Linked DNA regions of Mus musculus: all the other regions are linked to region 1. Evidence: chromatin contacts called from public Hi-C and HiChIP or PLAC-seq data. All regions are on one chromosome and are shown on one strand. Each heading gives the region's core, a stretch centred on a gene start, on an enhancer-like site or on the middle of the called end of the contact. The rest is flanking DNA. Distances are from core to core; before and after follow the strand shown. Region 1 holds the start of Nav2 (neuron navigator 2). Region 2 has its middle 34 kb from the start of Nav2. Region 3 overlaps Nav2 (neuron navigator 2).

Region 1 (4,031 bases), core at 91-2,590:
ACTGATGGCCCTTAACATTTCCAATGTCAGCATGCATTTTTTTGAAAGCACCCCTACACCTGCTCCAGCCCCATAGAAGCAGCTGGCTGCCAGCACGCCTTAGCTTTGCAGAGCTCCCCGGGAGAGCCTCTGGCACCCTGGCCAGCTAAACCCCTCCTGGCCACACCCACTGACCAATGTATCCTTCCAATCTGGCAGCATAAGGGGTATGCTTCCTCTCTCCAATCACATTATGGTAGCCTCTCCTCAAGGCAACCGTCCTCCTCCCTCATGAAGGATCATCCATCACTCCCACCCTGTAATAGTGCCCCAGCACATAGCACTGCTCACCTGGGTATCGAACCCGTTCTCCAGAGAGCTGCTCTTCAGCAACGGGAGCCCCTCCCCCGTCGGCTCCTGCAGCCCCTGCGATTTCAGGGGGATTTGGCTAGTGTAGGCCGTCTTGCTCACCTCCACCTTGCTTCCCAACTTAAGATAGCAGGGCTGAGGACCAGTCCGGGCCGGGGGCACGTGCAGGATGGGCGCGGCGCTGTGCACGGGTTTGGGCAGTCCCGATTTCATTTTGGAGGCTACCAGGATGGCCGGCATCTTCTCCCGGGGCTTTGGCTTTCCCAGCACGTCCCTGGCAGCGGCGGCGGAGGCGACCGCTAAAGGCAGCGCGGGCAGCCGAGTAGGCGCCGGGCCTCGGCCCGCGAGGCGCCCACCAACAGTGGAAGAAAAAAAAAAAAAAACCCAAAAAACAGAATCCCCGGGTCGGGGAACTGGGGAAATCCTGCGAGTGCGCCTGCCGGGTGGCGGGCTAGTCACTGCCCTCAGCAGGTCCCACCTGCGCGGATGTCGCAGCGGGAGGCCTGTTCAGAAGCTCTGGGTTCTCGGGGACCGCTGCCTCTGGCAATTCTTCTCCTGGGAAACCGAGGCGTGGACGCCCATATTAACTTGTCATTGCGTCTCCGAAGTGAGAAGGCTCCTTAGGAAGAGACACCGGCTACGGGGACGCACACGTCGCGCTCTGGAGCCTGCGGGTGTGAACCTTGGAGCAAAAGAGCAGAGGATGGGGAGACGGAGGACGCACGGAGCCCAAGACGTATCAACCGCGAAGCGGCTGTCACCCAGCAAACGCGCCACAGGGTCACCCGCGCCTAGGCAGACTCTGGGCGATCTCCGCAGACAGGTCTGTCTGGGCGTGACAGCCGATCACCGATGCTCACAAGCCCCTCGAACACCAAGCACCTGAGCTTCTGCGGCTCTGGCCATGCTCCGTGCGCTCCAGCGCAGCACGGCGGTGGTGACAGAGCGCGGGCACCAGGACGCGCAGCTGGCCAGGCTGGCAGCGCTGCGCTAAGCTGAGCTCGGGGGAAGGCAGCGCGGGCTGCAGGGCTGGACGCAGGGGAGGACCGGCTGCGGCGCGCGCTGACAGCCCGGGCCGTTCCCGCGCGCCTATTGGTTAGCCGCGGACCAATCCGCGGTCGCGACTCGCACTGCAAGGGGGCGTGGCCTCAACTCCGCGGGGCCGCCGCCGAAACTCTGGGGCCGCGCTTGGCCGCAAGTACAAAGCGAGCTGGTGGCCGCTCTGCGGCACGGCCCCGGCGCGCGCCTCCCCGCGGGCCGCCACCCCTGCGTCCCCGGAGCCGCCTTTGAAAACGCCGTTGGGTTGTAGATTCCCGCCTCCTTCCACCCCCAGGCATGTGTTGGGGAAATCAGTTTCTCTTTTTCAAATCGCTCGGGTCATCTCAACGGTTTGCGGGTTCCGGAGGCACGCCCCAACCTCTCTGCACCTCCATTGGGAATGACTGGGCGGGTCTCCTTGTCCCCCGCCTGAAGGACACTCCAGCCATTTCTTCTTTCCGGGTGGGCTCAGGGGCGTCCCAACAGCTTCCTCTGCGACATTCAAAGGTTGCACGTTGCACTTAAGTATTTGAAATATTTATAGGCTGATACAATGGCCGGGGAAGCTTCGCGCCCCAAGACAGCTCCTCCTTGCCACCTACCACAGACTGTAATTAGAGTGGCTTGGTGACCCGGGCAGGCTGAGGCTAAACCTGCCCTGGTTTCATGGTTTCATGAAGGCCTTCCTTTCTCTCTCTGACTCAGGGTCTGAGGACTGAAGGGAAAATAGAAAGTGCAGACAGGGTGCATGGGGCTGATCTTCAAGGACACCCACCTTAGAGATCAGTTTGGATTTGAATTGGGAAGTTCCTCCATCTTTATAGACCTAACACTGTGTCTCATGCAAGTCAAGTGGAGGTTTGAGTACTTTTCCCTAAAAGCACTGCCCAGCTAAATGAGATAGTGTCTGGCAGTGTAGGGGACCAGAAAAAAAAAATCTGTCTTTATTATTAATGAACCCACCGGAGTATGTCCCACTGTCATCTCTTTAAGCCACTTTTCTGTGTCTAGGACAGATGTTGTCACTTTCTTCCTATCCTATAGCCTGAAGTTGTAACATCCATAGGGTTGAATTTCACTCATCCTAATGATATGGGCTATATCATTCTCAAACTTACCTGGCAAAACTCTAATGTGGCCAGGAATGGGGGTGTAAGCTTGTAATTTCTGCTACTTTAGAGGCTGAGGCAGGAGGATCCCAGGTTGAGGTCAATTTAATGATCCTCTTTGTTCAAATAAAATGTAAAAAGGAGCTGGAGATGTAGCTCAGTGGTGGGCAGTTTGCTCGCTCCGCATCTGCCAGAATCTGTCTGATTCCAGTGTAAATAAATACTGTAAATAAATACCCAATCCTCGACTGGTTTTAGGCAGTGGAACCTCTGGGAGGTTGTAAGTACGTGACCGAGAGGTCCTCATGATGGGCCCAGTGCCATGTTAGAGGAGACACGATGAAGATGGATAACTTCTGATAGTGCAATGGCAGCCTTTCTGAATCCACAGAAACCACAGCCCTTGACAAGAATCTGACCATGGCTGCAGCCTGATCTCAGATCTCCAGCCTCTAGGCCTAGGAGAAAGAGGCATTTGTTGTTAAAGCGGCCCTGTCAACAGCATTTTGTGTTAGTAGCTTAAACTAAGAGCCCAGACTGAAGTAAAAGTTCAGTTTTCAAACAGCCCCTGGAGTGTTGAGATGTGACATGATACTCCCTGCTCCCATATTTCCCAGCCTGTTTGCAGGCCCTTTCTACCCTAGCTCGGGGGGGGGGGGGATGCACATAGCCTGGTTTAGCTCTTTAAATCACAAGTTTGTCCCTGACATGGTATACTCTGCCCTCGTCCATCTGGACAATCTCCTATGCTAGTATCTTGTTTTATTTAACATATTTATTGTTCCGAGCAGTCTCTTCTAAAGGAATAAATGTTTGGAAGAGCCGTCTTTTGACTTTCATGAGATTCTGTCAGAAGCAAGCAGAACGCTATGGACTGAAAAGCTACCCAGATTGTCACTGAATGGATGAGTGGTGCAGTTGCCTTTGAGTAAGAACGCCATGAGAAAGGGTTGTGGGACTTTCCTCCTTGAACTCTGATTCTTCACAGCTGCCTGAAGAGTTGTAGAAGGGCAGTCATGATCCCTATTAGGGATTGTGGAGCTATTCCCAAATATCCTCAGAGCTTAGGCACAGAGGGTGTCCAAGGTCTAGTCCCCAGAGCAGCACAGAGAACTTGTAACACTTTTTGATACACTCCACCCAATCCCAACCTACTGAATGAAAATTCCCAGAGGGTAAGGGGGGAGTGAAGGCAATCTGTGTCTTAAATAATGCTTAACAGGGGGTTTTGATGTGTACTAAGGCTGAGAATTCTAGCCAAATAAAGTGTTCATTCAGTGTACCTCCAGGGCCTCCTAAGCCTTCATATGCATAAGAACTGCAAAATCCAATTCAATAGGTCTTCAAGGTCTCCAAAAGGCTGAGATGCTGTCTTCCAAATAAACTCCCAGGTGATGGGTGCCTAGCCTGGGACTCTGGAGATTCCTACTGTAAACTGTAAGGTTAGGCCACCGTCAACAGAGGTGTAACAGCTCAAGGCCTAGCTGAAGTGAAGTGGCTTTCACAGCACTTCTGCAAAGATTCTCTGGGTGCATC
Region 2 (4,340 bases), core at 381-2,880, 33 kb after region 1:
GAAAGATTCCCAACACTCAATCTACATAAGAGGACCTGCCTTGAGCTATGAGTGACACTGTGTGTGTGTGTGTGTGTGTGTGTGTGTGTGTGTGTGTGTGAGAGAGAGAGAGAGAGAGAGAGAGAGAGAGAGAGAGAGAGAGAGAGACATATGGCAGGGGGCAGCATCATTATGCCTGAGGTTCTAACAGTAGCCTATAAGGCCAGGTCTATTCCCCAGCAGCATCCCCTTGTGAGATGAGCTATCAGGGTCATACACACACACACACACCTACACAAGCTATCCCAACAACCCAGCTGTTTCCTTGCAGGGGTACTTCTTTACATGCAAGTATCTGTCAGACCCCTGATACAGCCTGTTCCCACAGGAAACCCACTCAGTAAGCCTGCTGATCTCTGCAGAGATATTTCCTGGATCCCTAAACCCTGCCATTTTGGAGGTTGGTCAGAGCCCATGCGAGTAGAGACCACTGGTATGAAGGGAAAAAGGGTTTATCACAAAGAGGGAATTCCATTGCTAGCTCCAGTCAGACACTGGTAGCTGGGCAGAAGGTGGAAGCAGGCCAGAAGCCATGGATATAAAACAATCCATGAAGACCAGGTCGGTCCATCCTGACTCCCGCCATTGTGCACACAGAGGTGGACACTCATTGGATTTGAAGATCCTTGGGTTCATAGGTCAGCTCTACTAGTCAGACCGGGTGTCTCCTTACTGTTCAAAACTCAGTTTCCCTCTATGAGACAATGAAGCTGAATAACTGCTGTGCAAATGAGGGTGGGCATGAATGATGCTTGAGTTCCTACTATGGTATCATTACTTGACAGTGAGCCCTAGCCATGGGTCATCCCAAGAGAACCTCGTCTCTATGTATGGCATTACCCCATGTGTGTTCAAGTCCTGGGCCTGTCTCTCATTATTAGGAAGTTAGCTAAGTACTACCAGTCACAACTAACTCTCATTCATTTAGTAATTTAATGGAAAGTGCTTGGCACTGTACCTGGCTCATAGTAAGTGCTCAATAAAGATTGGCTGTTGCTGACAGAACTAAGTTATTTAGCAACATTCCTAACATGCGGCTTTGAGAAACCTACCATTGCCTTTTGGGGGTGACAGGTGGACAGGGGAGCTGGGACACCCACCTTTCTGGCAGGTATGCTCATTTTGGATCTAAGGAGCCAAACTTTATTTATGTTTATTAATTCCCTATACTGGAAAGCCTACCTAGCCAGTTGCTTTATAGACACAACAATTATCTGGAGTAAGCATTATTATCCCGTTTATTGAAGAGAAATTAAAGTTCAGAAAGGAGAAGTGAGTAGTGAGGGAAGAGAGCAGTAAGGGAAACAAACAGGATTCTAACTCAGGTCAGCTTTATCCTGGCAAGCTGACTCTGACCGGTAAGGGGGCTCTATGCCTCTCTCCTATGTACAAGGTTATGGAGGGGGTGCCTGGCAGTTTCCTAGCATTTATTCAGCTCTGTTAGCCTGCCTAGGGTAGTTGATCTTTGAAAATTCAAAACACTGGAAGCTAGGGAAAAAAATAAAAAAGCTCAAAACAATAAAGAGTGATTCAGAGTGAGTCCTCCCTTGGCGGTTACGGGAAACGGGGAGGTGACAGCTTAGTCACTGTGGAATGGCCCAGTCCTTACTCATGGGCAGCAGGTCACACTGCTCAGGACAGAAGCCAGCAGAGCTTCTGGTGCCAAGAAGGCAGGAAGAGGCTCCAGCCAGGAGGGGAAGCCGGAAGAAGGAGAGCTGAGCAGGATCCATCCTGAAGGAGGTTCAGGCCAGAGGCCATCTGAGCCCCCAGACCCTCTCTCTCCACATCCCCTCTGTTTTCCAGGTTAACTACTCTCTGTGTTCAGACCCAGCAAAGATCTGGTCCTCGGGATGTGCAGAGCAAGGGTCTGTGTCACTGGGAGAATCACAGATGTTGAGAGCATTGGCAAAAGAAGGGCTGGCTGTCCCACAGGTGGCACAGGGCACTGAAGCCACCAGAAGGATGCCCTGGGGCTCCTGGTGTTTGGGTTGAACAATTGTTTTTCAAGCTTGCTTTTGAGAGTACCGAAGAGATGTCTCAGTGGTTAATGGCAAGTCCTGCTCTTTCAGAGGATCTAAGTTCAGTTCAAAGGCTCACATCAGGTGGCCTACAATCACCTGTAACTCTGGGATCCAATGCCTTCTTTTGGACTTCATGGGCACTTCGCGCACACGCGCTCGCGCGCACACACACACACACACACACACACACACACAGTTTTTAAAATCCCCAAACATGTTATGACTATTTTGTTTTACACACAGAAGTTCACTATAGTCTTTCCATGTCCATCAATCTTAGTCCACACAATGCAAAGACGACTTTACATTGGCTTCGGATTGGCCCAGGGAGGGCTGGTTCACTGTGTAAGCATCCTAGTGTTCCACACAGATGACTCCCTTTGTGTCTTAGGCAAATGAGACTTGCTTCTCTGGGCAGCTGGGTCTTGCATTTAAGCTGTAACCTTGGTGCCTGGATCTGGAGCAGGATACTCCTTTCTCTGCCACACATTCCTGCAGGGCTTCTGCTCCATTACTGCCAACCTCTATCACTGCTGCCTTCCCTGCTGATGGCTTCTCCCATAGAGCCTCCGTGTCTCTTTCTGTCTCTCCTTCACTTCTGCTCATCTCAGATGCCAGTACAGCTCTACAGTGACTGGGACACAAGAGAATTCAGCACACATTGATGCAGGGGCAGGGGTAAAGAAGAGACGGCTTGGGCTCATAGTTTGGCCCTCTTAGGTGGGTGAGATACCTTCCTTTATCCAGTCTGTGCCAAGACCCAGGGCACAAATTAAAGAAAGGACTTTCCTGAGACCAGACCCCCTGTCTGTCAATATGTGTTAGGTGTGTATTTTGGGTTGTAAATCCCCTAGAGACACTTGCATTTAAGATTTGCTACATTGGTGCTTTCTGAGACGTGGTGGGAACTTGAAGAGGTGAGTCCTGACGCAGGTTTTGGGTCACTGCGGCCGTGGCCCCTAAGAGTTTGTGGGATCTTTGTCTCTTTTCCTCTCCTTTTGCTTCTCTGCCTCTTAGCTACTTTTCTCATTGCTGTGACCAAACACCCGACAAGAAGCCACTTAGGAGAGAGATGCTCTATTTTGGTTCATAGTTCAAATGAACACAGACCACCACAGTGGGGAAGCTACAGTGGCCAGTGCTCAGGAAGTAGACTGGACAAAAAAAGTACAGGACCCAACCCTCCCCTAAGGACACACTTCCTTCCAAAAGTGACCACCTCCTGAAGATTCTACAACCTTCCAAAACAGTGCCACCAGCTGAGAGAGAAGTGTGAAACACAAGAGCTTGTAGCGGGTCGGGTGGGGGTAGCATTTCACATTCAAAACACAACACAGATTGCACATCCTGCTCTATCAAGTATATCCCCATGGTGGGAGGCCACATCCCTGGCCCCAAAGCAAAGGGCCAACCAAGCATAGAATAACACCTCAAAAACCAAGAGTCAAATAGCCTCTTTATATCAGCTATATTAGGTGTTTGCAATAGAAAGTTGGTGAATACTCAAGGCTTGGGGAGGTACTTAAGTCTATTCAGGCTTCAACTTCTTATACTTGAAATGATACTGCTAGCCACACCCAGCTCACCAGGCTAACACAGTTTCAACCCTACATTCAACAACCTTGTAACAGAAAAGGTGCGTAGTCACTCATGCAAGCCATAAATTCTCTTTCACTCATCTTCGTGTCTTGTGCTTGATCCGAATATGAACTGGTCTCCCAACTCCCCTCAGAAGGAGGCTTCCTTTGTCCCCTTTCCTCCTTCCCATTACTGATATGCTCCCCCTGTGGGAGGGTTCTCTGGTCAGGCCCTAGCCTGACTGCACAGACAGACGGAGACTACTCTGAGAGAGGAAGGACGCCGGGAGCGTGGCCAGCAGTTTTCAGGCCTTTGGAAAAACTTCAGAGGGTTAGACCAGGGGTCAGAAACCTTTTCTATAAAGAGCCTCACAGTGAGTATTTTGAGCTTTTGTAGGTCACATGCTTTCTCCTGTAGCCACTACGTCCAGCGGCCACAGCATGAAGGCTGTCATATATGATATGCACATGAGTAGCCATGGCTTGGTTCTACTAGAGCTTTATTTACACAATATAGCCAGCCAGGTTTGGCCCACAGGCCATAGATGGCTGTCCCCTGGGTAGGGCAGTTACAGACTCAGGTGGTCAGGGTCAGAGGGGTTTCCCCTCCCTGTACTTCCCCTTTAAGAAGCGTCTTTTCCTCCCTGGAACCCAGCTTTGTCATTGCTCAGTTAAGGAGATGGGACCAACGCTTTTCAAGGGC
Region 3 (4,514 bases), core at 859-3,358, 44 kb before region 1:
TGGCTCCCTGAAGCACTTACCAGCTAAGATGTTTCAATGACATCAGCATTCTCAGAACTGGACAGATCTATCCCCCAAGACCCCCCCCCCCCCTTCAAAGCTTGGCTTGTTCCCTGGGGCCCTTTCTCCCAGAGTGTTGTGCGCACATGGACAACTCTTTAGGCCAAAGAGCAATCAAGCAGAGCTCTCCCCATCATCTGCAGGAACTGCCCATGCAGAATCTTCCTCACCTAGGCAGAGCCCACAGTGCTGAAGATGTCCAACGAGGGCCTTTAGTAAAGAGGCACTGTGGCAGCTGACATCAACCCATTGCCAAGCAGGATCTTGCTAACTGAATTCACACAGCCAACAAGCATCTCTTCATTGACCACTGAGTATCAGGAACTGTTCTGATGGTTGGGGAGAGACAGTGACACAGGAGGAAAAATCAGTACCTGTCTTCTATAAGCTGCAGTTCCAGGGCTGCTAATGGCAGACAGAGCCACGTGCAGGTGAAGGGATGGGAAGACCAAAGAGAACAAGCTAGCCAGCTAGGCCAAGCATGCCAGAGTAGGGGTGGGACACTCAAGAGGGGCTACTCAAGGAGGCTGCCTGCAAGCAGAGACTTAAACACACCTCAGCAAGAAAACCACAAGGAGACCTGAGGGAAGAGGGGTCTGGGCAGGGAGAAGGGTAGTGCACAGGGTCTAAAAAGATGGTGTCAAAAATGCTCAATGACAGAAGACAGGGTAAGCCAGGCAGGGGGCCTGGGTCTTAGGAGCAAGGGTCAGTCGCATGGCATGGGCAAGATCTAGCCCTCAATGTGGTTTTATTAATCCATCAGCTAAGAAGAACCGTTTTCAGTTTTAAAAGTTTGGAAGGAGGAAGAGACAGAGGTGGAGAAGACAGAGGTGACCGCATGCCAGACTCCTGCTGAGGCTGACAAAACCTAGCATGCTAACTATCTGGCCTTTGCCCAAGAAAGCATGCTTATCAACCTTATCTTAATGCACAAAGGGCAGTAAACTGTAGTGCCTGTAGGAAGTGCTACAGGGTCTGAGTAAGATGGTAGCATATCCCCTTGCGCACCTGTCAATATTCTGGCTATTTGGGGTCCTGAGCAGGTGATCCAGGGAGAGACCACTCTGAGGGGAGTAGGGGCAGTCAGTGTAGTCTGGAGTGACGGCAGTGAGTGTGGGAGGCAGGATGGATACTCAGACATATTAGCAGCAGAGCAGGAGTGTGAGGAAGAGAGCAGGGCACTTTGATCGGAATGATCATGCTGTTTGCTGAGATGCAGATAACTAATGGGGGAAGCAGTGTGTCGGCAGGCTTTGGGGATCAGGAGATCCACTTTGGTGGCTGTTAGTCAGTTTGAGCTCAGGATTATTCATTAAAGCAGAAACACCTACACACACATACACAACACGCACACACAAAGCATAAAGAATAAAGACGTCTCTGACTCTACCTGAGAAAAAGAGGAGGGGACATGTAGAACCCTGACTCTTACATGGGAAGCATTTCATCTCGATTCACTAACTAGCCACAAGGACAAGCTCTCCACTCATTTCTTCTGCCTCATTGATAAGGAAAGCAGACCTTAAAGGTTGAGCTGTTTTCTCAGAGTTGAGCAGGGTTGGATCTGGGGGGCAAAGCCAGTGTTCATGTTACTCTGTTTCACATCTGACCCACACCATATATATCTACTTAAAATGTGCCCTTCAGACGAACTGGGTTATCCTAGTCTCCTGGAAGGATTTCTACTGCCCAGAGACAGTAAAAAGACCAAAAACCAACTAAACAAAAAAACCCAATTTTTTTCTTACCTCTAAATTTACTAAAGTCAAGCAAACACATTTTATTCTAATAATTTTCCCTATATAGTAGTTTTGAATCACAAAATAAACATGATAATAAACTCATTAAAATGACAAGTAGAAAGGAAGAGAAAGTGAATATGTTCCCTGTCCTTAAATACAGACATAATGGAGCATTGTAGGGCTGCTCCAAGGCTACACTTACCCGCTGTATAGACAGCAAAGGTTGGTTTCTGGGGTTCAGAATTGTAGGTCTAGAAACTGAAGATGTGGCACCAAACCAATGGCCTACGTGGCAGAGGGATCAGTTAATAATTAAAGAGGTGGCATTTGTTAAAGCAGCATGCAAGAATTATGTGCCTAGGGCTGTACTACATGTCCTAACACGACCACGTCTAACTCTCTGACTCTGTTCCACAAGGAGCAGGCTGAGATGCCTCACTCCCAAGTCACAGAATTGAAACTTTAACCCAGGTATGATAGACCCTAGAAGAGATCTCCAACTCAGTGTATTTTATGCTTAGATAATTAAAGCCAACTAAAAGGCGAAAAGGTACTCAGTAAATGTGTGTGTCTATCTGTCTGTTTGTCTCTGTGTGTTTGTGTGTGTGTCTGTCAGTGCCTGAGAGTCTCTGTATGTGTACATCTGTGTGTGTGTCTGTATGTCTGCGTATATGTGTGCATGTCATGGTATGTGAACATCAGAGGTCAGCATTGTAGAATTAGCTCTTCTCATCCAACTTCACATGGTATGTGGTGCCTTAAATAAGAAATGTCCCCATGCAATCTCAGGCATTTGAGCACTTGGTCTTCAGCTGGTGGCACTGTTTGGGGAGGTTTAGGAGGCGTGGCCTTGTTGAAGGAAGTGGGGCAGGGGCAGGGGAGGCTTTGAGAATATATACCTTACCCTACTCCCAGTTCACTCTTTCTACCATGTGCTTGCCATTAAAGATGAATGCTCTCCCCTTCCCATACCTGCCACATGTCTGCCATATGGCCACACCTTCGCCCTACCATGATGTACTCTTATACTTCTGATGCCATAAGCCAAACTCTCTCTTCCTTAACTTGCCTTTGGTACACGTTTTTGTCACAGCAACAGAAAACTGACTAATACACATGGGCTCCAGACATTGAAGCCAGGTCACTAGGCTTGCACAGCAAGCATTTTTACCCACGGATCAATCTCTAGGTAAATATTTCTTTAATGAATCAAAACTATAGCTAAGGAAATGGCACAGTGTTAAGAGTGCTTCCTGCAGAAGCTTGAGGACCTGAGTTTGAGTCCCCAGAACCTACATAAAAAGCGGAGCTCAGTAAGTACCTGTGATCCCAGCGCTGTGGTGGGCAGAGGAAGGAGGGTCTCAGGGGCTTGCTGGCCACTGACCAAGTTCCAGATTCAGTGAGTGACCCTGTCTTAAAGGAATAAGGAAGGGGGCGACAGGAAAAGATACTGATGCCCCCTCTGTCTCCACATACTCACTCACGTGCACATACATGATGCACACATGCACAAACAATAGCTAGCTAGAGAGTTGATAGGCAGTAGCAAGCAAGCCAGCCAGGAGCAACTCGTGTGTTCTTGTAGATAGTCAGTGTTCACTGGGCAGGCTCTCACAGGGCTGGAACTAAGTTCACAGGCTGAGAGATCAAGCTTGTGTTGCATGCACCAGAGTGCGTGTCACACGTGGATGCAGAATGTGGGAGATGCTGAGGATGCCCTGATGCCATTCTACAGACTCTGCCTCATTTCGCTTGACCTGTCAGTTCATCCCGGTCTGTCGTTCTGGAGGCGGAGAACTTGCAAGGTTTGTGATCCCAACATGTTACTTCTATTTTACTCATTGGACCTTGAATCCAAACATTTCTACGTCTTTTTCTCATATCGATTTCCTCCGGATCAACTTCTCATCACACCACTGAGTAGATTTTGAACTGAAGGCTCTGGCTCTCCAGCCATCTGGTGGTGAGGGGGAGTCTATGCACACAGTGGGGCGTGGGGGTGGGGGTGGGGCAGGGCGGAGGGAAGGAAGGGTTCATTGTTCTGTTGAATCTCCAAGTGGATATGTGATCTCCAAAAAGTAAACGTGATGCTGCCAGACTGGCTCAGCAGGCAAAGACACCTGCCACCAAGCCCAATAGCCTGAGATCCATCCCAGAACCCACATGATAGAAGGAAAGGATCAGCTCTCTCAAGATATCCTCTGACCTCTACATGCATGCCATGCCACAGTGTGCGTGCCTTCCAGCCCCCATCCATGAACCACCAAAACCCACGTCTGTGCTATTTGGCTAGACTCCGGATGCTCTTTTTCCTTAGCGGCTGTCACAGAGCAGAGCTCACTAAATTCAAGCCCTGCTTTCAGAAACTATGCAAGGACAGTGCTGGTGTTTTTCCAGGCATGGTGTTAAAACAGAACTTGATTCATTCACTTCCACACTGACACAGAGTGTTCCAGGTTCTCAGCTTCTGAGAAAGGCAGGGTCTCTCACCAGGCTCTGCACACACCCCTTCGTCTGTGTTATGGGAGCCTCAACCCCAGTCGTGCCGCCACTCTACAGATCCACCCCCCCACCCCCCATTTCCCCGTGTGCATAAGGTCTTCGGCTCCTTTCAGCCAAAGGAAACAGCAGTGCTCTGATAGTGGGAGGCAGGACATGCTTCCTTGGCAGGCTGTTCATCTGCCAGAATTCCTGCTTGCTATGCGTGTTTCT

The links. Hi-C and Micro-C count contacts between places; a contact is called where the count stands out from the background. HiChIP or PLAC-seq counts read pairs in DNA pulled down with a chosen protein or histone mark.
Region 2: a contact with region 1 is called in a Hi-C map of the MC38 cell line, with 2.7 times the contacts expected there. The contact joins the enhancer-like site here to the promoter of Nav2 in region 1. A contact is called at or near these places in 1 of 39 promoter capture datasets (hippocampal neurons), 1 of 15 datasets of contacts at CTCF or cohesin (the NIH/3T3 cell line), 16 of 484 Hi-C or Micro-C datasets (the C2C12 cell line, the MC38 cell line, the MNK3 cell line and 10 more), 7 of 115 datasets of contacts at active chromatin or transcription factors (embryonic fibroblasts, embryonic forebrain, embryonic hindbrain and 3 more) and 2 of 9 other capture datasets (adipose tissue and pancreatic islet).
Region 3: a contact with region 1 is called in an H3K4me3 HiChIP or PLAC-seq map of intestinal crypt epithelium, with 5 read pairs. The contact joins the enhancer-like site here to the promoter of Nav2 in region 1. A contact is called at or near these places in 1 of 39 promoter capture datasets (pre-B cells), 8 of 484 Hi-C or Micro-C datasets (the G1E-ER4 cell line, bone marrow-derived macrophages, cerebellar granule neurons and 5 more), 3 of 115 datasets of contacts at active chromatin or transcription factors (embryonic stem cells, intestinal crypt epithelium and pancreatic cancer cells) and 2 of 9 other capture datasets (adipose tissue and bone marrow-derived macrophages).

Annotation. Positions count from the first base shown.
Region 1 is chr7:49,243,498-49,247,528 of GRCm38.p6, reverse strand. Nav2 (neuron navigator 2) reads right to left here and starts at 1,340. Exons shown (of 39, transcript NM_175272.3): 1 at 331-1,340. The coding sequence starts at 588.
Region 2 is chr7:49,210,516-49,214,855 of GRCm38.p6, reverse strand. It overlaps a transcript of Nav2 not described here. Among named protein-coding and RNA genes, the nearest start is that of Nav2, 34 kb to the left of the region's middle. Within about 2 kb of position 1,630, at least 48 of the 459 cell types and tissues checked have an H3K27ac peak or open chromatin away from gene starts, as enhancers often do. A contact at or near this core is called in the C2C12 cell line, the MC38 cell line, the NIH/3T3 cell line and 5 more, where this site is marked.
Region 3 is chr7:49,288,130-49,292,643 of GRCm38.p6, reverse strand. The region is part of intron 1 of Nav2 (neuron navigator 2); the gene reads right to left. Among named protein-coding and RNA genes, the nearest start is that of Nav2, 44 kb to the right of the region's middle. Within about 2 kb of position 2,108, at least 8 of the 459 cell types and tissues checked have an H3K27ac peak or open chromatin away from gene starts, as enhancers often do. A contact at or near this core is called in intestinal crypt epithelium, where this site is marked.